Regions from separate parts of the Mus musculus genome. Here region 1 is linked to region 2. A link is a contact called in public HiChIP or PLAC-seq data. All regions are on one chromosome and are shown on one strand. Each heading gives the region's core, a stretch centred on a gene start, on an enhancer-like site or on the middle of the called end of the contact. The rest is flanking DNA. Distances are from core to core; before and after follow the strand shown. Region 1 has its middle 3.8 kb from the start of Gm23470. Region 2 overlaps Tmem260 (transmembrane protein 260).

Region 1 (6,054 bases), core at 2,733-5,232, 490 kb after region 2:
GATAAAGGAGGAAAATACAACAAAATAAAACAAAAAAATCAGGTCAAAGGCACAAAAATATTTTTAACAAAATTATAGAACAAAAATTCCTAACCTAAAGAAGGACGTGCCTTCAAGGTATAAGAATCATACGGATTACAAAATAGACTGGACAAGGAAAGAAATTCTCCTGGTACATAATAATTAAAATACTAAACATACCGAACAAATAAGGAATATTAAAAGCATCAAAGGGAAAATATCATGTAATATATAAAAGTAGATCTATTAGATAACACCTGGCTTCTCAATGGAGACTCTAAAAGACAAAAGGGCCTGGAAAGATGTTCTACAAACTCTAAAAAATACAAATGCCAGCTCAGACTACTATACCCAACAAAACTTTCCATCACAATATATAGAGGGGGGAAAAAGACATTCTATGATCTTAATTTAAGAGTTTCTATCTACAAATCCAGTCCTACAGAAGTCAAGAGAAAGAAAACTTCAACCTTAAGAGGTTAACCATACCAAAAAACTCCACAAGAAAGAAATATTCCCAGACCAGCAAATCAAGAGAGGGAAAAAGAAAACCACACAACAAAGTAACAGGAACCATCAAACACTACTCATTGATGACTCTAAACATCAATGGCCTTAATTCCCCAATGAAAAGACACAGACTAACAGAATGGATGCAAAAACAGGATCCATCTTTCTGCTGCATTCAAAAAAACACACCTTAACATCAAAGATAGTATCACCTCAGGGTAAATTTTGGGTGAAAAATATTTTGCAAGCAAATAGACCTAAGAAGCAAGCTGGTATAGCTATTTTAATATTTGACAAAACAGTCTTCAAAACTGATCACAAGAAATAGGGAAAGATACTACATACTCATCAAAGGATAGCATCATCAAAAGGATATTAAGTCTTGACATTTCTACACCACACACAGCGGCATCTTCAGTTCATAAAGAAGACACTGAAGTAGGAGACTTCAATGCCCCACTCTCACCAACAGGCAGGTAATCCAGACAAACAACTAAACAGAAATGTTGGAACTGACTGAAGTTTTAGAAAGCAAATGCACTGGACAATATTTACAGAACATTTCACTCAATCACAAAATAATACATTTTTTTTCCAGTAACTCATGGAACCTTCTCCAAAGTTGATCACAGTCTCAACACACAGCCAGCCTGAACAGGTACAAGAAAGTTGAAATAACACCCTGCATCCTATCTGCACACCACAGAATAACAGTAAAAACAACCAAAAGCTTGCAAACCCAAAAAGCTGAACAAATCACAATTGAATGAAAAGTGGGTTGAGACAGAAATTAAGGCAGAAATAAATGACTTTCTAGAGTTGCACGAAAACAAAAAGGCAAAGTGCCCAGTGAGAACCATGAAGGCTGTTTCAAAAGGCACGTTCATATCACTAAGTGACTACATAAAAAAAAACTGGAGAGAGAGCTCATACTAATGACTTAATAGCACATCTGAAAGCTCTAGAAGAAAAAGAAGAAACCATACCCCAAGAGAGTAGATGACAAAAAATAATCAAACAGGGCAAAGTAAATAGAAATGACGATAACAACAAAACAATCCCCCCCAAAAAATCAATGAAACAAAGAAATGGTTCTTTGGGAAAAAATCAATACAATTGACAGCCTCAGCCAAATTAACCAAAAGACAGGGAGGAAAGCTCCACCTAACCTTAGAGATGAAAGGGAACATAACAACAGACACCAAGGAAAGCCAGAGAATCTTAAGAATATACTTTGAAATCCTGTACTCTACCAAATTGGAAAATCTGAAAGAAATGGATAATTTTTCTTGTTATTTACCACCTACCAAAATCAAATCAAGACCAACCAACTTAAACAGACCTATAGCCCCTAGTGAAATAGAAGCAGTAATTAAAAATCTACCAAAGAAATACTCCTCAAACTAGTCCACTAAATAGAAACAGAAAGAACATTGCTCAATTTATTTTATGATGCCACAGTTACCCTGATACCCAAAATCACATAAGGACCCAAGAAAAAGAGAATTAAAGACCAATCTTCCTTATGAACATAGATGCAAAAATTCTCAAGAAAATATTAGCAAACCAACAAGAGCACATTAAAAAGATCATCCAACATGATCAAATAGACTTCGTTCCAGAGATCCAGGGATGATTCAACATTTGTAAATCCACAAATCAGCAATCCACCATATAAATAAACTGAAAAACAAAAACCACACGATCATCTCCTTAGATGCAGAAAAGGCTTATGACAAAATCCAACACCCTTTCATGATAAAAGTTCTGGAGAGATTAGAGATACAAGGGACACACCTCAACATAATAAAGGTGATATACATTGAGCCCACAGCCAATATCACCTAAACGGAAATTCAATCCATTTCCTCTAAAATCAGGAGGAAGACAATGTTGTGTACTCTATGTATACCTATTCAGTATGGAACTTAATGTTGTAGCAATAAGACAGCTGAGGAGATCAAGGGGATACAAACTGGAAAGGGGGAAGTCAAAGTAATCAAAGTGTATTTATTTGCAGATGGCATAATAGTATATAGAAGTGACCCCCCCCCAAATTTCTATTAGGAAACTTCTACAGCTGATAAAAACTTTCAGCAAAGTAGCTGGATACAAAGTTAACTCATAAAACAGTAGCCTTCCTATATACAAATAACAGATCAAGAAAGAAGTCAGGGGAATGACACTTTTCATCATAGCCTCAAATAATATATAAAATATCTTGAGGTAACTCTAACCAAGCAAGTGAATGACATGAACGATAAAAACTTTAAGATGTTGAAGAAAGAAACTGAAGATGAAAAGATCTCCCATGTTCATGGATCAGTAGGGATAACACAGTAAAAATGGCCATCCTACCAAAAGCAATCTAGAGATTCAACACAAAATTCCAACACAATTCTTCACGAGACCGTTAAAGGACAATTCTCAGCTTCATACAGAAACACAAAAATACCAAGCATAACTAAAATAATGTTGAGTAGTAAAAGAACTGCTGGAGGTATCACCATTTCCAACCTCAAATTGGACTACAGAGCTATAGTAGTAAAAACAGTGTTATTGCACAGAAACAGACATGTTCATCAATTGGATCTAATTGAAGACCCAGACATAAATCCCCACACCTATAAGCAAGCCCTTGATTTTTGATGAAGAGACCAGGAATACACACTTGGGAGAAAAGACAGCATCTTCAAGCTGAATGGATCCACACAGACCACCTTGCACAAAACTCAACTCCAAATGAATCAAAGACCTCAACATAAAATTAGATGCACTGAGCCTGATAGAAGAGAGAGTGGAAAACTGTTGCAGGGAATATTAAAAAGATTTGGCATGTTCCTGTGCTTGTTCTGGCAACTCTCTGCCCCGGTGGCCCAGCTGGTCATGCACTGGAAGGCAATGTTCGACCTGTTTTTATCTGACTCAGAACTCCACAATCTCTCCACCCAGCTTGCTAGGTTCCCACTGGTGGGTTACTACCACCCCAACTCTGCTTCAAATCCCCCATGGCCTTTGTGGTGCACCTCAGGCAAACCCATGCTTTTGCCTTTCTCTCCTAAACTTGGACTAGCCGCCCCATGAAGGAAAAAGCAGCACAAACTTAGTTCAGAAATGACAGGTAACTCAATTGCTGAGTGCAGCAACTAAAATCCTAATCTTGTAAGCCTTATTAAGTCTAGATCCTCTGGTGGCAAATCCTGATGGATCCATCATTGAAACCAGGAGACACTCGTAGCTACATCTTGTCCTCATGCTATCTCTTCCCCAAAAGATCCTAACTCTCTCCTGCTTCCTCTCTTCCTCTGTCCAACCTGGAAGTCCCTCCTACTTGCCCAGTGATTGGCTCCTTTATTCATTAGTGGATTGGTTCACACGAAGTCACCTGAGTATGACTCACTCTTTGTCCCTCCCAGGAGAGTGGTTTAGCATCAACATACAAATAGCACCAGGCCCTTCCACAACAGGAAACAGCCTTGAACTCATTAGCACAAGAAAAGAACGCGATTAGCACAGGCACTATGGTCAACAACTTGTAAGTAGGATCTCATGACACTGAAACGCTTCTGTAAGGCAAAGAACACCAAGCAGGCACCTACAGAATGGGAGAAATCCCCCCACCCCTCCAACTACACATCTGACAGAGGGCTAATATTGAAAATTTATAAAGAACTAAGAAAAACTAAGCAAACAAACAAACAAAAAACCCTGCATACCAAGAAATCAAATAACCCAATTTTTAAAATGGGGTACAGATCTAAGTAGAGAATTCTCAGAAGAGAAACCTCAAATGGCTGAGTAAACACTTAACAATGTTTAACATTCCTTTTCTTCTCTCTGTCTCTCTCTCGTTTTGTTTTGTTTTGTTTTTTTTGTTTTTTGTTTTTTGAGACAGGCTTTCTCTGTGTAACTATGGCTGTCCTTGAATTCATTATGTGGACCAGGCTGGCCTTGAACTAAGAGATCCTCCTGCTTCTGCTGGGTCTAAAGATGTGTGCTACCACTGCCTGGCTAAACACTCTTAGTTATCAGGGAAAGGCAAATCTAAATTTTATCTTATAATTGTCAGAATGGCCAAATTCAATAGCTCGTGCTGGCAAGGATGTGGAATGAAGGGAACACTTGTCCATTGCTGGTGAGTGTGCAAACTTGTACAGCCACTATGGAAATCAGTGTAGTGGTTCCTCAAGAGGATGGGAATTGCTCTACCTCAAGACCTGGCTCTACTACTCTCAGACATATACCCAAAGGATAAGATGCCTCGTCCTCCCACAGAGACACTTGCTCAACCATGTTCATTGTGTTGTTCTAGTCATAACAGCCAGAAATTGGAAGTAACCTAGATGTCCCCCTCAATAGATGAATGGATAAAGAAAATGTGGTACATTTACAAATGACATATTGTTCAGTTGCTAAAAAAAATCATGAAATTTGCAGATAAATATGGATGGAACTAGAAAAAAATGCCCTTTAGTGATCCAGAAACAAAACTATGGTATGGATTCATTTATATGTGGATATTTGCTGCTAAGTTTTTGATGACCAAGTTATAACCTACAGAACTGCAGATGTTCTACTGGGGGTGATCTTTCTAGGAAAGAGAAATAGGCTAAATAGTTAGGAACTGATGTGGTGGGTAGGGACTGGAATGGGAAGATCAAGCAGGAAGGTGAAGAGAATACAGGGAGAGACAGCCAAATTGAAGGGGCCATCTTATGGGTGGTTATTGTAATCTACTACAGTGGAAGCTCCCTGAAATACATTTTATGTATGTTAGGAGATCTAGCTAAAATCACCAAATAACAGGGGAGACAGAGCCCCAACTGGCTATCTCTTGTTACCAAATGAACCTTCCAGAACTAGGTTTGGCTTACATCTAATTAAATTGTTGGCCAAAGGAGTTCCACAGGAATTGGGTTCCCCAAACAACCCACGCTGTTGCCCAGGCTGTAGATTGCTCTTCACAAACTGAGAGCAAGACCCTATTTCTGAAGACAGCAACTACACAACTCACTGAACACAGAGAAGTTGAGCTGGTGCCTACCTAGAACTTCATCTAGAGCTTCTTGGTACCGGGAGATACTCTGCACACTACCAAAAGAGAAACATAAACACCAAGCCAGCCACAAACCCTTTATCTATAATGATGTCCTGACTGCAAGATAGATACACTAGTGCAATGGTGGCCACAACATTGTGGGAATAGCTAACCAATAACTGATTTGACTTAAGGCCCATTCTATGAGATGGAGTCCATACCCAGTGCTTCTTGGGTAACCAAGAACCTGAGACTAGATAGCCCAGGGACCCAGGGTAAAACCAAATACTACTGCTCTGTTAATGGAATGTAGCAATAAAATGACTCCTGTTGACATTCTGCCACACATAGGTCAGAGACTTGCTCAGACACTACCTGAGCAGCTTCCTCCTGTAATGGATGGGACAGAGACCCACAGAAGGACAATATGCAGAGTGAGAGACCTTGGGACACTCGTTCTAAATGGGATGAGTCCATCAAATCCT
Region 2 (6,608 bases), core at 276-2,775:
ACAGGATGGTCCAGCCCTGACATGTGTACACTGTGCATGGCATCCCACAGTGAGGATGCAGGATGGTCCAGTGCAAATGTTCTTGTGCTGCTCTTGTACAGCAGCTGCTGTGTTCACAGCCCCACTTCGGCTACCAGTGCTCCGCTCCTCACTGTGGAGAATCCACGGTTTCCAGGGTGTCAGGGCGTAACCTAGAGTCCCTCGTGCTTCACTCAGTGTGGTGGTAGCCTGAAAACCATTCAGACTGTTGACTGATTGGTCCTGAAAGCCTGCCATCCCAGGAGGACGCTGAGGCAGGAAGATCATGGGTTCAGTACCAGTCTAGGCTACAGAGAGAGTTTAAAGCCAGCAGGAGTAGCTTTAACCTTGTCCCATAGTAAAAAGAGGGCTGGAGGCAAGGCTGGGTATAGAGTGCTCATGGTGACTCTTGACCCTCCGTGTGTGCTGGGGGTGGGGTGGAGCAAGAGTCCTTGAGTATGATAAAACCACAGGGACCAGACAGTTCACAGACTGTCCACAGCCACCATAGCCACCCAGTCCAGTGGCTTCTGGGTCTCTGGTCTCATAGACTCACAGGATAAAATTCACAGATAATGGAGAGGTTGAGTTTTGTTATAGGTAAGAGCTCGAGAGAGAGGAAGGAAGCGGAGGTGTGTGTAAGCAAGACCCAGGCAAGGGCTGCCCTGAGGGTCCTGCTCTAGGGATTGATATATTTTTATTAGATAGAGGCACTGTGTGGGGTGGCCGGGTCAGTCCAGTTCTCCCACCCACAAGGTGTTCACGGTACCTCTCCATCCTGGTGACTGAGCTGGAGTTCAGGACACACCTAAAGGGTCTGATCCCCCTCATAGCTTCCTGGACTCTGTGCTCATTAGATTGCAATACAAAAGGAGAAAGATTAGAATAAACCAGAGCACACACCAGTACCCTTAAACATTTTTGGTCCGTTTTTTCCTTTGGCCAGTAAAACCAAGGTCATTTTTTTTTTTGGCTTACTTTTGACCCCACATCCCTGCCTGATCCGTTTTCATCATTATCCAGAGTCTGTCCAAGTCCTAAGGAGTATAGTTTGCTCTTTGACCAATTGTGTAAACCCCACATGGAGCCAGAACTCCATGGCACAGTGAACTCGTAGCTCAGTCGCCCCAGTATTTTTCCAGTTCCATAGGGCGTACTTCCTTCGTACTTTGGGCCAGAAAGCTTTCATCTTCTGCCCCGCGCAGGCGCATCCTTTCTCCCTGAGACTCTTGTCTATATCAGGCATCAGGCTGAACTCATACTGCCCCTGGAACTCAGGGTTTGGGGTCCCTAACCAGCCACACTACCATCACCACACCGCTGCTAACCCCACAGCTTCCACGTAATTGCTCCCATGCCTAGGACAAGGAACCCCCATCCCCAGTCTTCCGCCCCGGACCCCTTTCTTACTCCTTGGGCTTGAAAACTGGGAGCTGCCTTTGGCCATCCCGCTAGCTTCAGTGTGGAAAGGGAGGGAGGATGGAGCCCTGCTGATTTGGATCTGGGTTCTTTCCTGGGTCTTCTCATCCGGGTCCTCAGCTGGCTGCTGCTGGCTTCCTCCCAGAGCCTAGCCGAGTGAGGCTGTAACTGTCTTTCCCAGAGTGACCTGTCCCTCTGGAGGGAGAGCTGCATGCCTGATGCCCGTGTAGCTTTCAGCAGCCCGAGAACACTAGGCAGATGAGAAGACAGCAAGTTAAATAACTTCTCTAAATCATAGAGGCAGAAAGGGATAAGGGGAAAATGTAAGATCTCCACTCCCATTGTCTCCTTTCAAAGTTACCCAAGCCTTTAACTTTCAAATCGGTCTCCCAATGAGGTGGTCCCTTTTCTCTTTTCTTTCTACTTAACAACCACAGATTGGAAGAAAGCTATTGTTTAAGCCATTTCTGTTTCTAACTTTCCGTAGGCTCTCAGGTTCCTAACAGTTATTCAAATCTGATTAATTTAATTCCAGCCAGTATTTATTATGTGTTAACCTCGTGCTGTGTGGCATTCAGAGTTAATGCGGGCGGGGGGGCCTATCCTCAGGACGCTTCCAGGCTTCTCGGGGAGACTTACAAATGCAAATAATACACACAGAAATGACAAGAAACCAGGAGTACAGTGGCTGCGGCCGACCAGGACCTATAACTCTACCTGTAAAATAAGAAGGGATATCAAAGAAAGCATTTGTTTGTATGTGACACACCCGTTCCTGGTGAGGGCAGGAAGACGGTTCTCATTGGTTCCAGTTTGCTCCTTCCTGTAGTGTTTTGTTTTGTTTTTACAGTAAATAAATTTCATGTGCTATATTTAAGAAAGATTTAAATAAACCAACATATTCACAAATGGTGTATAAATAACTCAGGCTTATGAACTCCAAAATGACCTTTTGTGAACTAAAGGAATATAACATTTAGAACTGTATGCTCTTCTGTTTTGGGTAGAAAAGAAACATTTGTTTGCATAGGAATTCATGAAGGCGACCCAACCTGGAAAAAGGACTATTCACTTTGGCCATGGGGATCTTGTGACAAATTGGTGCCTTCAAAGATTGTATTCAACCCAGAGGAGTGGATTGAACGCACAAGAGCCATCTATAACTGGACTGAGGCCTATGAAAGGTATGGGCGGCTGTTGTGTTTTACGTAGATGTCAGTTCTGTGTGTCTAAAAAGGAAAAAGGCTACATTCTGAGATACCCTTTTTTGTCGTTTTGGGTTTTTTGAGACAAATTCTTACAATGCAGGCTGACCTTGAACTCAGGACCCTCCTGCATCAGCCTCCCAAGTGCTGGGATGAAAGGCCCGTCCCACCACACTTGGCTCTTGAGATGCTTCTTAATTTTTTGGCTTTGTTTTTCAATCAATTAGTTTCTGCCAACAACAGATCAGAACGCATGAGCAGGAGGAGACCGTCTCTGTCCCCCTCCTGTCTGGGGAATCTGAGGGATGGTGAATGGGCTCCCTGAGTCTGATGCATGCCATCTTCTGCTTTCGGGCCATGACGCCGCATGGTCCAGCAGCCTGTACTGTATCACCCTACCCGTGGAAGGGACTCCTGTGCTGTGCTTAAGCCTTACGGGCGCTCTTCTGCCCATGACACTTGCCACAAGAGTGAACTTCCAGCACACAGACGAGTTTAGCGTGTGGCTCAGTGGTGCAGCACTTTTTTACTAGCATGCGCTCGGGATGGGTGATTCAGTCTCCAGCACAAGAGCGGAAAGACAGACAGACAGTTTCTGTAAGAAAGGCTGAATCCGAGAAGCTTTCCTGTGCCTGTCTGTCATCAACCTTGTTATACTGGTTAGGGCATTATTAATTTCTTCTTAAAACATTTTTACACAGGCTTGTTCTTACCTATGTGGAAAATAAGTCAAGTAAAATAAATTGCCCCCGTTATCTGATTTTTTAAATTATGCGTTATTGAGCCTCTTCTGCTCTTGCAGAAGACCCAGCTTTGGTTCCCAGCACCCACTTGTGGTGGCTTCATAACCACCTATAAGTCTAGCTCCAGCAAGCCAACATCTTCTTCTGCCTTCTACAGCCACCTGCACGCCTATGTACATACTCCCACACACAATTAAATATAAGTATTTTACATTACTGGATTATCTATATTAGATAGCCTATTGTTTATAGTTCAGGTGCAAGAAGAGCGATCACGTTAACAGGCTCTAGGAAAGGTTTGGAGCCGGTGAGAAACACCACCACAGTGCTGACCACAGCAGAGCTTGCTGACTCACCAGTATTCATCAGAGAAGCTGGAATATTACAGCTAGCTGGCTGTGGTGGCACATGCCTAAAGTCCCAGCACCCAGGAGGCAGAGTCACCAGGATCTGAGTTCAAGACCAATCTGATCTACATAGTGAGACCCTTTCTCAAAAAAATAAAAAAATTACATTTTCTTCAGATAGCCACGTGCACACACACACACACACACACACACACACACACACACACACACACACATTGTTCCTTAGCACCATTCTCTCTAAACAGATACTTGATAAGAAATTTTAACTATAATTTTTTAAAATTTTATTATACATTTTTATTATAAAACTCTGCCTAGCAGTTGTTTGGCTGGAATTCTTCAAGCAGCCCATAGCCCAGCAGGGGTTAAGTGAAGCCCTGTGCCTCAGGAACAGCTGCCCACTGCCTGCAGCCTCTTCCCCTCTGTCCTCTGCCCCTTGAGGCAGCTACTAAAATGCAAAGCTTTGGTGTGGCTATCATCAATGCATCCAGAGCCAGCCTCTTCTAGTGCTTATAACACTATAAAGCAGGCATTGTGTGTCATGCTGTAATGTAAGCGACGAAGGAAACTGTTTTTCTTTTAACTACAGATTTGGTCCATCTTCTTGGGAATCGGTGGCCAATGAGGAGATGTGGCAAGCAAGGTGAGTGATCTACATTTTATTATTTGCAGCCTGTTTTTTAATATGTGAAGGAATAGCCCATGGTACTTTTTGTTCTGGGACTGTGGATGAGTGGGAATAAAAATAACTTCAGAACAGCTATTTGGTTCAAGACATTGTATTACTATGCATGTGTAATACATAGTAATATTAATAATCTTCATAATAACCTGTGAAGCTCTGTTATCTCCATTTTATAAAAGAGCGAGGCAGACAGATTTCCAAGGGCCCGTAATGACAGTGATGGAGTCCAGAGCTCAGTGTAACCCCGAGGCATCCTGACTCCTGGGCTCTGTTCTGTAATTAGGCAATACAGCCATGGCTCCATTCGTGCTATGCCAGTTTGTCATTAACACACTCAGCTAATGCTTACAGAGGCCAGGCGGTGTGCCAGGCCAGAAGCTACACAGGACGGTGACAGTCCCTGCCCTCATGGAGCACAGTTTGTCACAGCAGACTACATGAAAAGACATCACCCGCTACTCACAGAGACTGCTCACAGAGAGAGGCACGCTGTTCCAGATGGATCACTTCTTGGTGGCACTGCTGCTTTTTCTTGGTCTCTGTCATTATTTTTGAATAATCAACCAACAGGAGCCGGCAAGATGGCTTCGAGGGTAAAGGCACTTGCTGCCAAGCCCAGTGACTTGAGTTGATCCTTGGAACCCACAGGTTCCATAAATTGTCCTCTAGTTACCATATTTAAGATACAGCTTGCAGACTCACACAGATGCAAAATAAATAAATGTAAAAAAATTAAAGTAAAATAAAACCAACACAAATCAAACTTTGGCCATTCATGCAAAACTCCTAGGCAATATAGAACAGGGTCTCTCACACATATGGAGTTCTTCCTTCTGCAAAAATATGTTGATGCCCAATCTATGCCAGAGATTATGTTCTGAGGATAGAGTTAGGATATAAATCATATATATATATATATATATGGATTTATTAAGAATTGCCAAGAAATATAGCTCCTTGGACAAGCAAGATGGCTCAACAGGTAAAGGTGCACTTGGCTCCAAATGTGTCAGCCTGAGTTCAAACCTCACTACTACATGGTAGCCAGAGAAAACTGATTCCTGCAAGTTGTCCTATGACTTCTACATTGTAGCATGTATAGCCCTGTGCCCCGCCCCCACACACACCCAAAATAAATAAATAAGAAAAAAAAAGTAATAAAAATCTTTTTAAAGAAAGAAACATAACTCCAATATAAAGATTGCAAAATATCTGTAGTGTAATTTGTATCAGAGAGCTTTTTGAAAAAGTTAGAAAGTGGCATAAAGTTGCCAGTCTAGTTACAGGGGCAAACAGATGCACTGAGGATCTGATCAAAAATTCTCTGCACAGTTGTTCATTGTGATTGAATCTGGGAAAGCAGAGTGACTTCATGTGAAAGAGGGAAGCAGGACACTACCTGCGCAGGCGCTGATTTAACTGGTGTGCCGAATACCATTTGGATGTTTGGGTGCTCAGAATGTCTACCCAGTTTTTTATAGAACTGGTTGCCCATGACATAGCTGCCACCGGTGACAGGTACCTTCAGGGATGTACTGGCAAGCCCAGCAATGCTCCCTGTCTCAGACTGCTCTTCCATAACAGCAACGGGCACCTTCAGGGAACCACACAGTGATGAGCCTTTTCCCAAAACATTTTAGTGTTGAGCATGAGTGCCGCTGTGTCCTAGGGGGCTTTTGGATCCTGTTGGTTCAGAGTAAATTTCCATGAACATGAGAGAATGAAGAATGCACACACAAAAATTTGTCCATTCCCCATCTTGATGTTTCTAATGAGGGTTCTTCCTCCACCCACAGAATGAAGACTCCATTCTTCATCTTCAGTCTGGCAGAGTCTGCTGCAGTTCCTGCAGATGTGAAAGCACAACTCTACACGCATGCATATAAAGTATGTTTCAGTTTTGTTGCAGGGCATCAACTGGGAGGTGGAAGCGCCTGGGGCGGAGACAGGGCATGCAATGGAATCTTTTACCCTCTCATGCCCAGGTTGTCTTGAGCATTAGCAGTACACATGGGGAGAGCATTCAGTTGTGTCACAAACAGTGTTGAAGCTAAGGGTCATGGTAAGTAGAATGACACCCTCCCCCACAGTGCCTGGCCCACTGCCTTCTGTGGCAAAGGGCACGTGTGGTTGAGTTAAAGGACCTGAGATCAGGCTTGGATTAGCCCAT

What was found. HiChIP or PLAC-seq counts read pairs in DNA pulled down with a chosen protein or histone mark.
Region 1: a contact with region 2 is called in an H3K27ac HiChIP or PLAC-seq map of embryonic stem cells, with 9 times the contacts expected there. The contact joins two enhancer-like sites. A contact is called at or near these places in 10 of 39 promoter capture datasets (the HPC-7 cell line, cranial neural crest, frontonasal cranial neural crest and 7 more), 1 of 15 datasets of contacts at CTCF or cohesin (stem cell-derived epiblast-like cells), 15 of 484 Hi-C or Micro-C datasets (the BV-2 cell line, LSK cells, Th1 cells and 7 more), 16 of 115 datasets of contacts at active chromatin or transcription factors (cardiomyocytes, embryonic basal ganglia, embryonic fibroblasts and 6 more) and 1 of 9 other capture datasets (embryonic stem cells).

What each region holds. Positions count from the first base shown.
Region 1 is chr14:48,994,994-49,001,047 of GRCm38.p6, forward strand. No RefSeq gene overlaps it. Among named protein-coding and RNA genes, the nearest start is that of Gm23470, 3.8 kb to the right of the region's middle. Within about 2 kb of position 3,983, at least 19 of the 459 cell types and tissues checked have an H3K27ac peak or open chromatin away from gene starts, as enhancers often do. A contact at or near this core is called in embryonic stem cells and epiblast stem cells, where this site is marked.
Region 2 is chr14:48,502,801-48,509,408 of GRCm38.p6, forward strand. Tmem260 (transmembrane protein 260) reads left to right here. Exons shown (of 16, transcript NM_172600.4): 13 at 2,445-2,621; 14 at 4,343-4,396; 15 at 6,235-6,325. Among named protein-coding and RNA genes, the nearest start is that of 4930572G02Rik, 55 kb to the right of the region's middle. Within about 2 kb of position 1,526, at least 12 of the 459 cell types and tissues checked have an H3K27ac peak or open chromatin away from gene starts, as enhancers often do. A contact at or near this core is called in embryonic stem cells and epiblast stem cells, where this site is marked.